Linked DNA regions of Danio rerio: region 1 is linked to region 2. The links are chromatin contacts, called in public Micro-C maps. All regions are on one chromosome and are shown on one strand. The core of a region is the stretch at or near the end of the contact, and the rest is flanking DNA. Distances in the headings are between cores, read along the strand shown.

The links. Hi-C and Micro-C count contacts between places; a contact is called where the count stands out from the background.
Region 1: a contact with region 2 is called in a Micro-C map of caudal fin, with 8 times the contacts expected there. The contact joins the promoter of pfn2b here to the promoter of rnf13 in region 2. A contact is called at or near these places in 1 of 18 Hi-C or Micro-C datasets (caudal fin) and 2 of 4 datasets of contacts at active chromatin or transcription factors (caudal fin and gastrula embryo).

The regions. Positions count from the first base shown.
Region 1 is chr22:37,207,161-37,213,702 of GRCz12tu, reverse strand. pfn2b (profilin 2b) reads left to right here and starts at 2,918. Exons shown (of 3, transcript NM_201336.1): 1 at 2,918-3,177. The coding sequence starts at 3,046.
Region 2 is chr22:37,142,106-37,148,633 of GRCz12tu, reverse strand. rnf13 (ring finger protein 13) reads right to left here and starts at 3,696. Exons shown (of 10, transcript NM_201044.1): 1 at 3,573-3,696. It also overlaps a transcript of srfa not described here.

The sequences.
Region 1 (6,542 bases), core at 1,669-4,168, 66 kb before region 2:
TACTCCCTTTTCTTTAAGTAAAATCAACTAATCGCTTTAAAAGCAGCAGATTTACTCACTTTTCTTTAAGTAAAATCAACTAATCGCTTTAAAAGAAGCAGATTTACTCACTTTCCTTTAAGTAAAGTCAATCAATCGCTTCAATAACAGCAGGTTTACTCACTTTTCTTTAAGTAAAGTCAAATAATCGCTTTAAAAGTAATAGGTTTACTTCATTTTTAAAGGTAAGCTCAACTAAAACTAAACCTGTTTAAAATTATTGTTCCCATATTTTGACATTTTATTTTTACATATTTGTTTAATCATCAAAGCAGTCACCTGCATTTATTTTTATAAAATTACTTGTATTTAATTTGATATAGACACCAAAATAGCAGAGTTTTCTGATAACGTTTCCCATTTGGTGTATTTGGTGTAAGAACCAAGTATGAAAATTAGAAAAATATTCATTTTTTAACGCAACTATTAAAATAACCTATAAATAACCAATACAGAACATATTGTAATTTTTAGAACATTATTTCAAAACCCTTTAAAAAGTAGAAGCATGTAACAAAACAAAACTTTTCATAACTATAACTAGTCTGTTATGTTCTACAGAAATCCTGATAAAACGTCAAATCAGTCAACGTGCATGGTGAGATAAACACAAATGCAATTCTAAAAACAATAGCTAAACATTCAATCACATATCACAAAATATCAACAACTAAACAATTTCATGTCCCTTATAAATCCACAAGAGATCGCCAAAGCAGCAGATGAGCAAAATTATGTGCTTAGGAAACTAAAAGGAAAAACTAAATGTCTTAAAGGCCTACAATTGGTTGATCTGCTTAAATCACAATTTTCTTTCTTCAGAAAAAGTCCTGTTTGGTTAATGGGAGTGACGAGTTCTGCTTACTCAAAGTTTTGTAAATATTAGTTCATGTTTATATATTTTTTTCAGGTGACGCAGTTTGACAGTAGGTAGTGCTGTCACCTTACAGCAATAAGGTCGGTCGTTGGTTCGTGCCTCGGCTGGCTCAGTTGGCGTTTCTGTGTGGAGTTTGCTTGTTCTCCCTGCGTTTGCGAGGGTTTCCTCTGTGTGCTCCGGTTTCCCCCACAGTCCAAAGACATGCGGTACAGGGGAATTGGGTAGGCTAAATTGTCCGTAGTGTGAGTGTGTGTGTGTGTGTGTGTGTGAATGTTTTCCAGAGATGGGTTGCGGCTGGAAGGGCATCTGCTGCATAAAAATATGCTGGATAAGTTGGCGGTTCATCCCAATGTGGCGACCCCGGATTAATAAAGGGACTAAGCTGAAAACAAAATGAATGAATGTTTCTTTCAAGGCTACTGCATATTTTAAGTCTTCAAATGGGTTGATGGATGGATGGAACAAATGATGCAGAGATACTATACATTTCATGCAAAAATATTGCAAAAAAAAAAAAATACAAACTACAAAATTTCAACTAAATTTTATCTCTTCTTTGCTTTTTTTGATTTTTCCTTTTTTTCCTTTTTTTTTTTTTTAATTTAAGATTTTCCCCTAACATACATATTTGGGTGTACTAGTTTCTGTAACGTTATCATAAGTTATTTTGTTATATTATTATTATGTTAGGCTATATGCTGAGCACTGTAGATTAATGGACAGACAGACAGACAGACAGACAGACAGACAGACAGACAGACAGACAGACAGACAGACAGACAGACAGATAGATAGATAGATAGATAGATAGATAGATAGATAGATAGATAGATAGATAGATAGATAGATAGATAGATAGATAGATAGATAGATAGTCAAAATTTGTTGTTACACAATTTGTCCACAAGAGTCCGTCAGAGGCTAGTGCAAACCTCGTTGTTGTCATAAAATTACAATTTTTTCACGTTTCACTATTCTTTTTCTGATATTAGTGTTTGATGAAAATTGAATAATGTGGTCTAAGTTTAAATGTTAGTAAAAGAAAGCCATTTTCAAACATTTTGCTATACCAAATGATGTTTCTGTAGAATTATAGATTCATGCCCAAACAGATAGATAGATAAATAGATAGATAGATAGATAGATAGATAGATAGATAGATAGATAGATAGATAGATAGATAGATAGATAGATAGATAGTCAAAATTTGTTGTTACACAATTTGTCCACAAGAGTTCGTCAGAGGCTAATTAACAGTGCAAAACTTGGCGTTGTTGTCAAATAAAATTACAAATTTATCACGTTTTATTCTCTTTCATTGTTTGATATTTCAACTGTTCACTATCATATTTGATATAAAGTTAGTGAGTTGTTTATGAAGCAGTTTGTCCATGTCAACTCTTCACCTGACCACTTTATCTCTGGCTTTGTTGCAATAGCAAACATTTCCTAATTCCACAACAAAATGTGACTGACTTTAAGTGTAGAAACTAAAATAAATCGAGGGCCGAATTAGCTAAGTTTTGTAGTTTACATATTTATTTTATCTGGAGGAAATTAACTAACTGGGGATGAAAAGGTCGATACGCAAATCCATGGGTTTGTTTACAGTCCACAGTGAACAAAATGGAGGCCGTTTCTTGATAAAGGCGTTAAAAGCTCTTAGTTTTTAAGCATGTGACCAAACTAGAATTGTTTTAAATACTCTAAATGATGTGAATAACAATAACATATCGCTATAAGTGTGTCGTTTTAATTAGTAGTCTCTAGAATTAAAACATATATACACCGTGTCCAGCTGTTCTACATATTTAGCTAACTTTCTGATGAATAACCTGCCTGGTGAACACCCCAGCATTATCCATCCAATCAGAGGGCGTATTAATCCGCGCGCTCGCTTTGTGCTAATGGGCCGCAGCCTGAGCACGCGTGCGCGGAGGGATATTTGAGGGACTACACCCTGTGGAGCAACCGGGACTCTTTCTTTACCGCTCAAACTCACATTAGAGAAGGGGGGCGTGTGGGACGTTCAGATATCCTGCGAGCTTAAACCGAAACGGCACCAGGCTGTCCGCATCGTCGTCTTTAAGTTGCAAGTCAACCGGTGTGCGTTTGAGAAGAAGGCAAACATGTCGTGGGCAAGCTACGTGGAAAACCTGATGTCGGACGGATCGTGCCAGGACGCCGCCATTGTTGGGTGCACCGCGGAGGCTAAATACGTTTGGGGAGCGCAGGAAGGGGGAACATTCGCAAACATCACGGTAATTAAGTGTTTTTAATTCACTCCTTGTGTTTTAGGTGTGTTTAGCCTGTGGATGTGTTTCAGTAACTAGTAAGCTGCCTAAGTAGACAGCGCATAGGCGCGGACTATAATGCGCCTCAGTACTGGTGTCTGTTTGAAACCAACGGACAAAAAGAAAAATGTCGTTTAATTAAAAATTTTAAACCGCATGTTATTTCATAGCGCGGGAATATTGGTTATAAACGCGCTAAAATGATGCTACTGCTCTTATAAGCAGTATTCGTAATCAGCTTTTTAGGTTATAGGCACACGTCCAGCGTTTCGATCAACCTGTCAGCCTCTTTATTAAAAAACCAGGCCCTCGGCATACATATTGCTGACTACACTACATTAAGTCATTATTATGATTTCAATCTGAATATTCTTTTCTTTATGTTATGTACTATGCCAGATCGTCAAGGTTAGCTCTTTGTAGTCGATTACAGATTCATGCGCTTGAATATCAAGCGTTGAACGTCTTGGAGACGTTAAATATTTTACAATGTTTGAAAGGAAATGTGTTTTCAGTCAAAAATAAACGGATGAATTGTTGTAAAATGCCGATTTTTATCAACCGGTCATATCTGAAAATCACCAGTTTACGCACATGCACTTGTACGCGGGAACGTGCGCGTCATTCACCCGCGGAATGTGCGTAAGATCATTCTAGAATACGGAAAACATGCCGCTCCAGCTCTCTTCCTGTTGTCCAAGATGGCGCTCCATAAATGGGTGTTAAAGGGGAAGCTCTGCAATAAAAAAATCAATTTACGCGCCCTCACGTTTTTTCAAACCTTCCTGAATTGTCCTCAAGATGTTTGAAAAATGTGATTTCATCGATGGCCATAGTAGAGGAAAATACTTTAAATCAGTGGCTACAAAATTCCTATTTTCTTCAATTTTCTTTTGTTCGCCTTAATATTTACCCTGTTTGAGTTTTACTTTAGGTGAAGTTAAGTTTATATATTCACAATTTCGGACTTTCTCCTTAATAATTTAGTTAGAAAAAAATCTTTGCAAATATTAAATGGTGAAATCATATTAGCAGCCAAAGACTTTCAAAGCACAACATTTTTCAGTCAAATAAATAGGACTGATGTTGTTTTAGAGTCATACTTGCCTGTGGTTTTCAGACAGAATATTCAAAGTAGCATGGTAAACAATATTAGTAGCTTGTCACTGAATGTGGGGGAAAAATAAAAATTTGTGTGTATATATATATATATATATATATATATATATATATATATATATATATATATATATATATATATATATATATATATATATATATATATATATATAAATATATATATATATATATATATATATAAATATATATAAATAAAACCAACTCCCTCAATGGGGAAAATTACTATTTAAAAATGTCTAACCTTGTAAATTTTTTTTTTTAATTGCTCCTATTTAATAGGCAGCTCTTAATAGCTGTTTTGCTTGTGGGGTTGGTGAATTATGTAAACATCAGATTTGGTAACCGTTAGAGATGGGCTTGTATAAGATTCTGACGGTGTGATAACCTTGATTAAAAAATATCACAGTTTCCTTTCCCCCTTTGAACAGAAAATATTTTATTTTGAGAAACCTTTATAATGTTTTAGTGCAGTAAACATGTCAGGCTAAATTATTCAAATGAATCAGCAACTTCTGATGTCATCTTTAGTTTTTAAAATACCGATTTCTTTATCTTACAAAACGGCATCTTTGGAAATCTTTTCTGCTGGAGGTACTGTTGTACTAAAAAAAAAAAAACTTTTAAGGTACAAATACCTTAGGAACAGTATAGCAGAATATTTGGTGGCTTTAAAACCTTGGCTTTTTCCAAACCGAGTTATACCTTACCGTCCCATACCTATAACGGGTAAAGAGATAGTTTATCTAAGAGAAAAATAAATTCTAGATATCACCGTTGCTTTGGTTTTGTGTGTTTTCTTGCATTTATCAAAATACAAACTCCACTCTCCTAAATCATACTGGGTGGAAAATTAGTAAGATTAGGCTGATGACTGTCAAATGTTCTTCTTGATCGAATTGCTGAAGCTTTTATACAATATCATAATTAACTTGGCTACGAAAATGCACAAGAGCATGCACATCACTTTAAATAGGTGCTCAGCCAAAAATGAATGCCAAAATCTATATTTAAAGTCGGCAACACCAGTGCTAATTTATTAAATTTGAAAAGCCAAACTAGCTGATGAACAGGCGGTCTGCTTGAAACGTTACACTTTTTTTGTATTAGGGTTGCACAATACTGGAATTTGGTACCAGTCAATACTGACATTTTAAAAATGTCCCATTTCCCGCTAGCATTTGAGCGCTACTGAGCACGTTCTTTAACAGCGCTGATTTGCCATTGTGTTCGCCTTCTCAACAGAAATTACTGTGATTGGCCAGAAGGTCATAAGTTCAAACTCTGCACTGTTAACTGGGTGTAACCACAGATACAGGGACACTGTTGAGCATGTGAACACAACAGCAAATAGGTGCTGTTTATGATTGTGCTCGGATGTTTGCAGGAAATGGATGTTTTTATTATCCCTTGGTACCGAATTCCAGTATCGTTTGACCCTACCTTTAATATCAACCTTTTAAAATTTAATAAAATGGCATTTTTTGAGCTATTTGCGCTACATTTGACAATTTTTATTGTATGCATTTCTAGAGTAAACCAATGTTTTAAACAAATTAAATTAGCTTAAGTACAATGGTACAGAATGTTAGTTGCAACTAAAAATATAACTGATAGGCTCAATTTAAGACCAACTTTAAATGTTAAATTCATTAAGTAGATTTCTTTAGTTTACCAAATTCAGCTTCAAGCCCAATTTATACTTTGACTTCAAGTGATCACTGCATCCATAGAATATCCTCTGCATGTAGCCCATTTGAGCTATTTATGAACATGTTTCTCTGCTATAAATTTTCAGAAAAGTTTCAGTGTTCATTATTTTGAGTTTCTTCAGCGGTGTTTTGAGTGTACACCAAAAATGCATGCAACTGTAACAGAAGTTGAAACTCTCACACATTCAAGAAAGCAAAAAGGCAGGAACTGGCAAATGTTCAACAACTTTGATCATAAAATAAACAATCAAAGTATGTCCGGAGCTCCTCAGTGGACTCTAGATTTAACCACTGGTGGCACCCGTGTTGCCCCGCCCACAATTGTCAAATACAAGGTGGCAAATCATAGCTCTTGCACTGCAATATATATTTATTTATTATTTTCTTCAGAGCCTTTTGGATTCATACAAAGCATCACCTTCATTCCAGCATAAATCAAAGAACTTTGCTGACCCTACCATGGCTGCAGCAGACACCATATTA
Region 2 (6,528 bases), core at 2,447-4,946:
ATTAAATAGGACCTGAACACCACGTGGTAATTACAGGCAGGTGTGTTTGATATGGGTTGCAACTGTAATCTGCAGGAAGGTGGCTCTCCAGGAACAGGGTTGGCCACTAGTGGTGGGCAAAGCGAGGCTTCGTGAAACACTGAAACAGTCGAAGCAAATGTGTCGAAGCTTCGAAACGTTTCGAAACCCCACTCTACAGTGACACCTAGTGGTAATTTTTTATGTATTGCACTGAAACAGTTTCAGCAAAGAACGATTGAACATATTGAGGGATTAAACCCAACTTTGTACATGAATTCCTTCAAGTGACATAGTACAGTGGTTAAGGTGTCAGACTTCCATGCAGGGTTAGTAGGATTCGAAGCCAGTTTGTTGCAGTTGTTTTGAAATGCTTTATTACCAGTTGGTAATGCTTTGCTCTTGTATCGTTTTGTTTCAACATTGGTCTGATATCCGAATAAACAATTTGTGAATAAATATGTCTTGTTTTTGTCTTAAAACAGGGTTGTTGCTAGATCAAAAACGGTGGCCTGAAGTTATCAAGAATTATTTATATTATTCATTAAATTTCCAATTTATTGTATTTTATTAATGTCTACCCTAACCCTAAACCCAACCATACTGTAAAAATATTTATTATTGTTTTACAGTGTTACAAAAATGATGCTAAATTGATGGCGTAACTGTAGCTGTATCCTATTTAGGCTACACAAAACAGAAACATGATTAAAATACATAAAACCATGATTTCAGAGTATTTGTACAAGTCGGGATTCGAACCCAAAACATCATGCTAAGCAAAGATTCAATTAGCAAACCTACAGTCCTCTAAGCCATATGAGACAGAGGTAACTTGGATACCTTGGCATTCAAATTAGGATTCGCCAGGTCTCGAAACGTTTCTATGCTGAACGATGCTTTGAATCGCTTTAGTCACGTGACTAGGTGTTTCGAAACACTTTAGTCACGTGACTTTGGTGCTTCGGATCATGCTTCGGTGCAGTGTTTCGAAACACTTGCGCTTCGGGATCTCGACACTGTGTCGAAACATCAGTTCCACGTCAGCCATCTCTATTGGCCACCCCTGCTCTATATGAAGGCTGCAGCAATTACAAAGTTCAGCCAATAGGTGGCAACAATTAAAACAGCATTGGGCGGGTTAAAATTACCAAAACAAAACAGATGTTCCAGCACATAACGCACATTTTTAAAGCAGAAAATCTGACTTCAGCATTGTTTTTTAGATAAAGAACATTCACTGAGCATGTTTCTGAAATATCTGCAAACATATTAAGCTGTTTTTATGCTTTAGAGAAGTCAAAAACTTACATATAGAACTTTTAACTGTGTTTTTATGTGTTGTACAAAAAATAAACTGCACAGACTTTCACCCCGAACATTTTTATCGAGTTACTCATCAGAAACGTTTTATCAAACAACTTTTTCAGAATTCATGTTTTTGATACGGGTGTCTAATTTACATCGTTTAGTAAAACTGTTTTCAAGTTATGTTTAGCACAGACTTAAGTTTCTAAAATAACTCAAAACTAATAAACTAAACAATCTCAAGGGAGATCAGGGTTCTGATGTCTTTCCACTCTATTTTCGCTAATCAAAAACAGTAATATTAAGACTCGGATATAAAAAAAAAAACGGTGATAAATACTAGGAGTGTAATGCATTACGGTTGATCCGTGATTCATGCGGATCACAACCCACGGTTCACTGAACACTCGTGACACGCGGATTAATACTTTTTTATTTTTGCTTTTACTTATAGATGAATCCTAAATTTATAACGATTGCAGAGAGATCGCCTCTCGTGTCATTCAAATCACATGCATGAAAACATTTAGGCTTTCATAGAGGTAAAGTTGGTTTTATATTCGCACATTCAAACTTTCCTCTTAATAATATAATTTCATAAAAGTATTATTTGCAAACTCTAAATAGCGAAATGATATTAGCAGCCAATGACTACCAAAGTACAACATTGTTAAAAGTCAAATAAACAGTGTTAATGTTGTTTTCAAGTCACACTTGCATGCTAATTCAGATTGAATATTCAAAATAACATGGTAAACAATATGGACACTTCTAAATGAACGAATGTGTGAATATAAAACCAACTTTACCTCTATTGGACTTTCCTGTAAAAACTTAATGATGACAGAAGAAGTTGTGGTGGGTTATTCGGGATGTGGTGGGTTTCTTAGGTTATTAAAGGTGTTTTCTGTCACTACTTGTTTAGCCTGCATTAATGCATTCAGTGTAAGCTGCACAATTAGTCATTAAAAGATCGGGATCTCAACACCCACACAACATAAATTATAAATGATGGTGATTTGCATATATTTATCAATCCTTCTAATCTCTGCATTCAAATCTGAAAACGCAAAAATCAAGAAAGAGTGAAGACGTTCAGTTTACAGTCAAATAACACAGCAGTACTGGGATAAGAGTTTATAGTTTCGATAATGCCACTGATGTTTGTGGTAAAGATTAAAATCACCATCATATGCACTTAACTTGACGCTCAAATATTAAAGTTGTAGGCAGCAATTACGTTATTCAACCAGTAGGTGGCGACAATCAGCCATCAAAAATATGTCACTGAATAATTCTTCACAAATGATGATGATCTAGCAATGAAAAAACTACAAAAACAAGCTAAAAAAATAAAGTGATCCGTTACACCACTATCAAATACTATTTACTTAATCTCATTCAATTCATGTGTATTTCTCAAGCGCTTTTACAATGTAGATTTTATCAAAGCAGCTCATCATAGAAGTTCTAGTAAATTATAATATCTATGATATTTTTAAACTACACTGTAAGTACAAGTAAAAAAAAATACTTTTAAGGATTAAAAATATTTGTGTTTTGATGGGAGGAGGGCCAAAATCATTTTTAATGCGATCTATTGTTGTTTATATTTACTACTGTTGTATATATCCTCAAATGCATTACGTTGATGTAGTTTTTGATCAGTTGTGACTTTTGCAGAAAGTACAGTTTGTCATAGCTACCAAACCCTTTAATAACACGAATTAAATAAAATTACGGCTATTTTATAGTTTTAAAAATCATCTTAATGCCTAAAACTCTCAACTGAGGTCAAAACTTTTATAATTACTATTATTCTGCAGCATCACGTAACGTTACAGGCATCGGAATGCAAACAAATTAAACTCAGCTACAAAAAACTTGCAAAAATACACACAATTCGTGACTTATATGCTTTAATTTAACTTAACTTTAACTAAAACCTCCCAGAAATGAGTTATAATCTTGCTAATCAACACTGGCTTGTGATTGTATGTTAGCAACGCTAGCTAACTGTAAACACAACGGATGTACTCTAGCGTAACTATAAACGACCTGCGTTCAATCTACAGCACATTACACAACGAATACACGGCAAAAACATCATAAACATATCACTATTAGCAATGTCATGCACAAAAGGAGGAGGAAACGACCACAATCCGACATAGCAGTAAAGTATCATCCAAACGCACCGACTGCTAGATTAAAAATCAGACCTGCAGGAAGAATCTGCGACTTACCATTACATTGGAAGATGTCCGGGAATATAATAAACCCCCAATGACATTACAGTAGAGGGAAATTATAGGCTTCAAACTGCTTAGTGCGACCTCATATCGTTTGGCAGGCCAGAATGTCAACAGTGATCCAACAAACACACGCACACACGTTTATGAACGACACACAGCGCCCTCTAGCGCACAGTCGCGGATTGAACACACCGTGATTGACCGACATTATTATCAACGAGCATATAAATACAAGTTATTTGTTGGAAAGTTTCACACACATAAATTTAGATTTACTGAACATAAACCCCCCTTTGATGAATTGTAAAAAAGAGTTGGAAATGTGGGCCTACTTATATACAATATCAGTGTTTAATATGAATGGTAAAGTTGGTAGACAAACCTTATGGTGGCTTAAGAAAGCCTAGCCTGAACGTTTGAGTTAGTTTTAAAGTTGAAATCATTGAAGTAGTTTTCAAGAAGTGTGAAACAGTTGGCATAGAGAGATAACTACATGTATTTTAACATGTTTCTTGCTGGGAGGTTGATAGGGGTTAGGATGTTTCTAGTATGGACTGGTATATTGTTAGTGTGTGTGTTAGTAAGGTTTAGTACATTGTTAGTATGGATTAGTATATTGTTAGTATGGATTGGTATGTTGTTCGTATGTTTCTAGTATATTGTTTGTATAGATTGGTATGTTGTTAGTATGTTAGTTGTATGGATTAGTATGCTGGTAGTATAGATTGGTATGTTTCTAGTATGGATTAGTATATTGTTAGTATGGATTGGTATGTTGTTAGTATGTTTGTAGTATATTGTTAGTATGGATTGGTATGTTGTTAGTATGTTTGTAGTATATTGTTATTATATTGGTATGTTGTTAGTATGTTTCTAGTTTAGATTAGTATATTGTTAATATGGATTGGCGTGTTGTTAGTATGTTTGTAGTATGTTTATAGTATATTGTTAGTATGGATTGGTATGTTGTTAGTATGTTTGTAGTATATTGTTAGTATGTTTGTAGTATATTGTTAGTATGGATTGGTATGTTGTTAGTATGTTTGTAGTATATTGTTAGTATGTTTGTAGTATATTGTTAGTATGGATTGGTATGTTGTTAGTATGTTTGTAGTATATTGTTAGTATGGACTGGTATGTTGTTAGTATGTTTGTAGTATATTGTTAGTATGGATTGGTGTGTTGTTAGTATGTTTGTAGTATATTGTTAGTATGGATTGGTATGTTGTTAGTATGTTTGTAGTATATTGTTAGTATGGATTGGTGTGTTGTTAGTATGTTTGTAGTATATTGTTAGTATGGATTGGTATGTTGTTAGTATGTTTCTAGTATATTGTTAGTATGGATTAGTATGTTGTTAGTATGTTTGTAGTATAGATTAGTATATTGTTAATATGGACTGGTGTGTTGTTAGTATGTTTGTAGTAAGTTTCTAGTAAGTTGTTAGTATGGATTGATGTGTTGTTAGTATGTTTGTAGTATGTTTCTAGTATATTGTTAGTATGGATTGATGTGTTGTTAGTATGTTTGTAGCATGTTACTATTATGGATTAGCATGTTGTTAGTATGTTTGTAGTATGTTTTTATTATGGATTAGCATGTTGTATGTTTGTAGTAAGTTTTTATAATGGATTAGCATGTTGTTGGTATGGATTGGTATGTTGTTGGTATGTTTGTAGTATGTTTTTATTATGGATTAGCATGTTGTTGGTATGGATTGGTATGTTGTTAGTATGTTTCTGTTATGGATTAGCATGTTGTTAGTATGTTTGTAAGATGTTTCTGTTATGGATTAGCATGTTGTTAGTATGTTTGTAAGATGTTTCTGTTATGGATTAGCATGTTGTTAGTATGTTTGTAAGATGTTTCTGTTATGGATTAGCATGTTGTTAGTATGGATTGGTATGTTGTTAGTATGTTTCTATTATGAATTAGCATGTTGTTAGTATGGATTGGTATGTTGTTAGTATGTTTCTATTATGAATTAGCATGTTGTTAGTATGTTTCGAGTATAGATTAGTATATTGTCAATATGGATGTTAGTATGTCCAATGTAAAGTCAATGGCAGTTTTTTTTATAATGGAAGTCTACGGGACAGTTGCTAGGGTGCCGTAAGTGGTTGCTAGGGTGTGGCTAGACAGTGGGGTCTGACTTTGCTTAGACTAAAGTCTTGTCACTGAACAGAAATAATATCCAGTATAGAATATAAAGTCATGCTGCAGTGGAGACAGTATGAATATTGTGTCTGACTCCATCATGAGCTTGGAGGACTGCATCCATACATCTCTGACATGACTCAAATCAATTAATAAAGTCATCTGGAATGGCAAAGAAAGCGTTCCTGCAGGACTCCCAGAGTTCATCAAGATTCTTTGTGTTCATCTTCCATGCCTCCTCCATCTTACCCCAGACATGCTAATTAATGTTCATCTCTGCTGACTGGTCAGGCCAATCCAGGAGCACCTTACAACTGAGATCGATGACAAGACATTTGTCAGGTAGTGCGTGTTAGAATACAATTGCTAAATGTAAAGTCATGCATTTTTGGATGCAGTCTTCAAATTCTGCTAACTATAATCATGAATATTTGCAAACTATTCATCGTAATGAATGTGTAGTGTAGTAAAGTGACAAATTTGACAATTCAAAGTAATTTTTAATATTTCAAAATGCACGATTCACAAGTTCAAACAGGCGTAAATTTATTCTCAAATCTTTCTTTTATTCCAAAAGAAAGCTCTATACATAATTACAGCATTTCTTTAACAACAAATATGCTTTAGTGGTTAAAGTAGTTTTTCACTTGAATTTTTTTTCGTATTGTCAACTTAAGTCGTAAAATCAAACGAATAAACCAGCATGTGATACAAAAAACAAACCAACCATCTAACAAAACCAACCTAATTCTTCAGAAAATGGCACTGTAGAAGATAATCATAATAATAA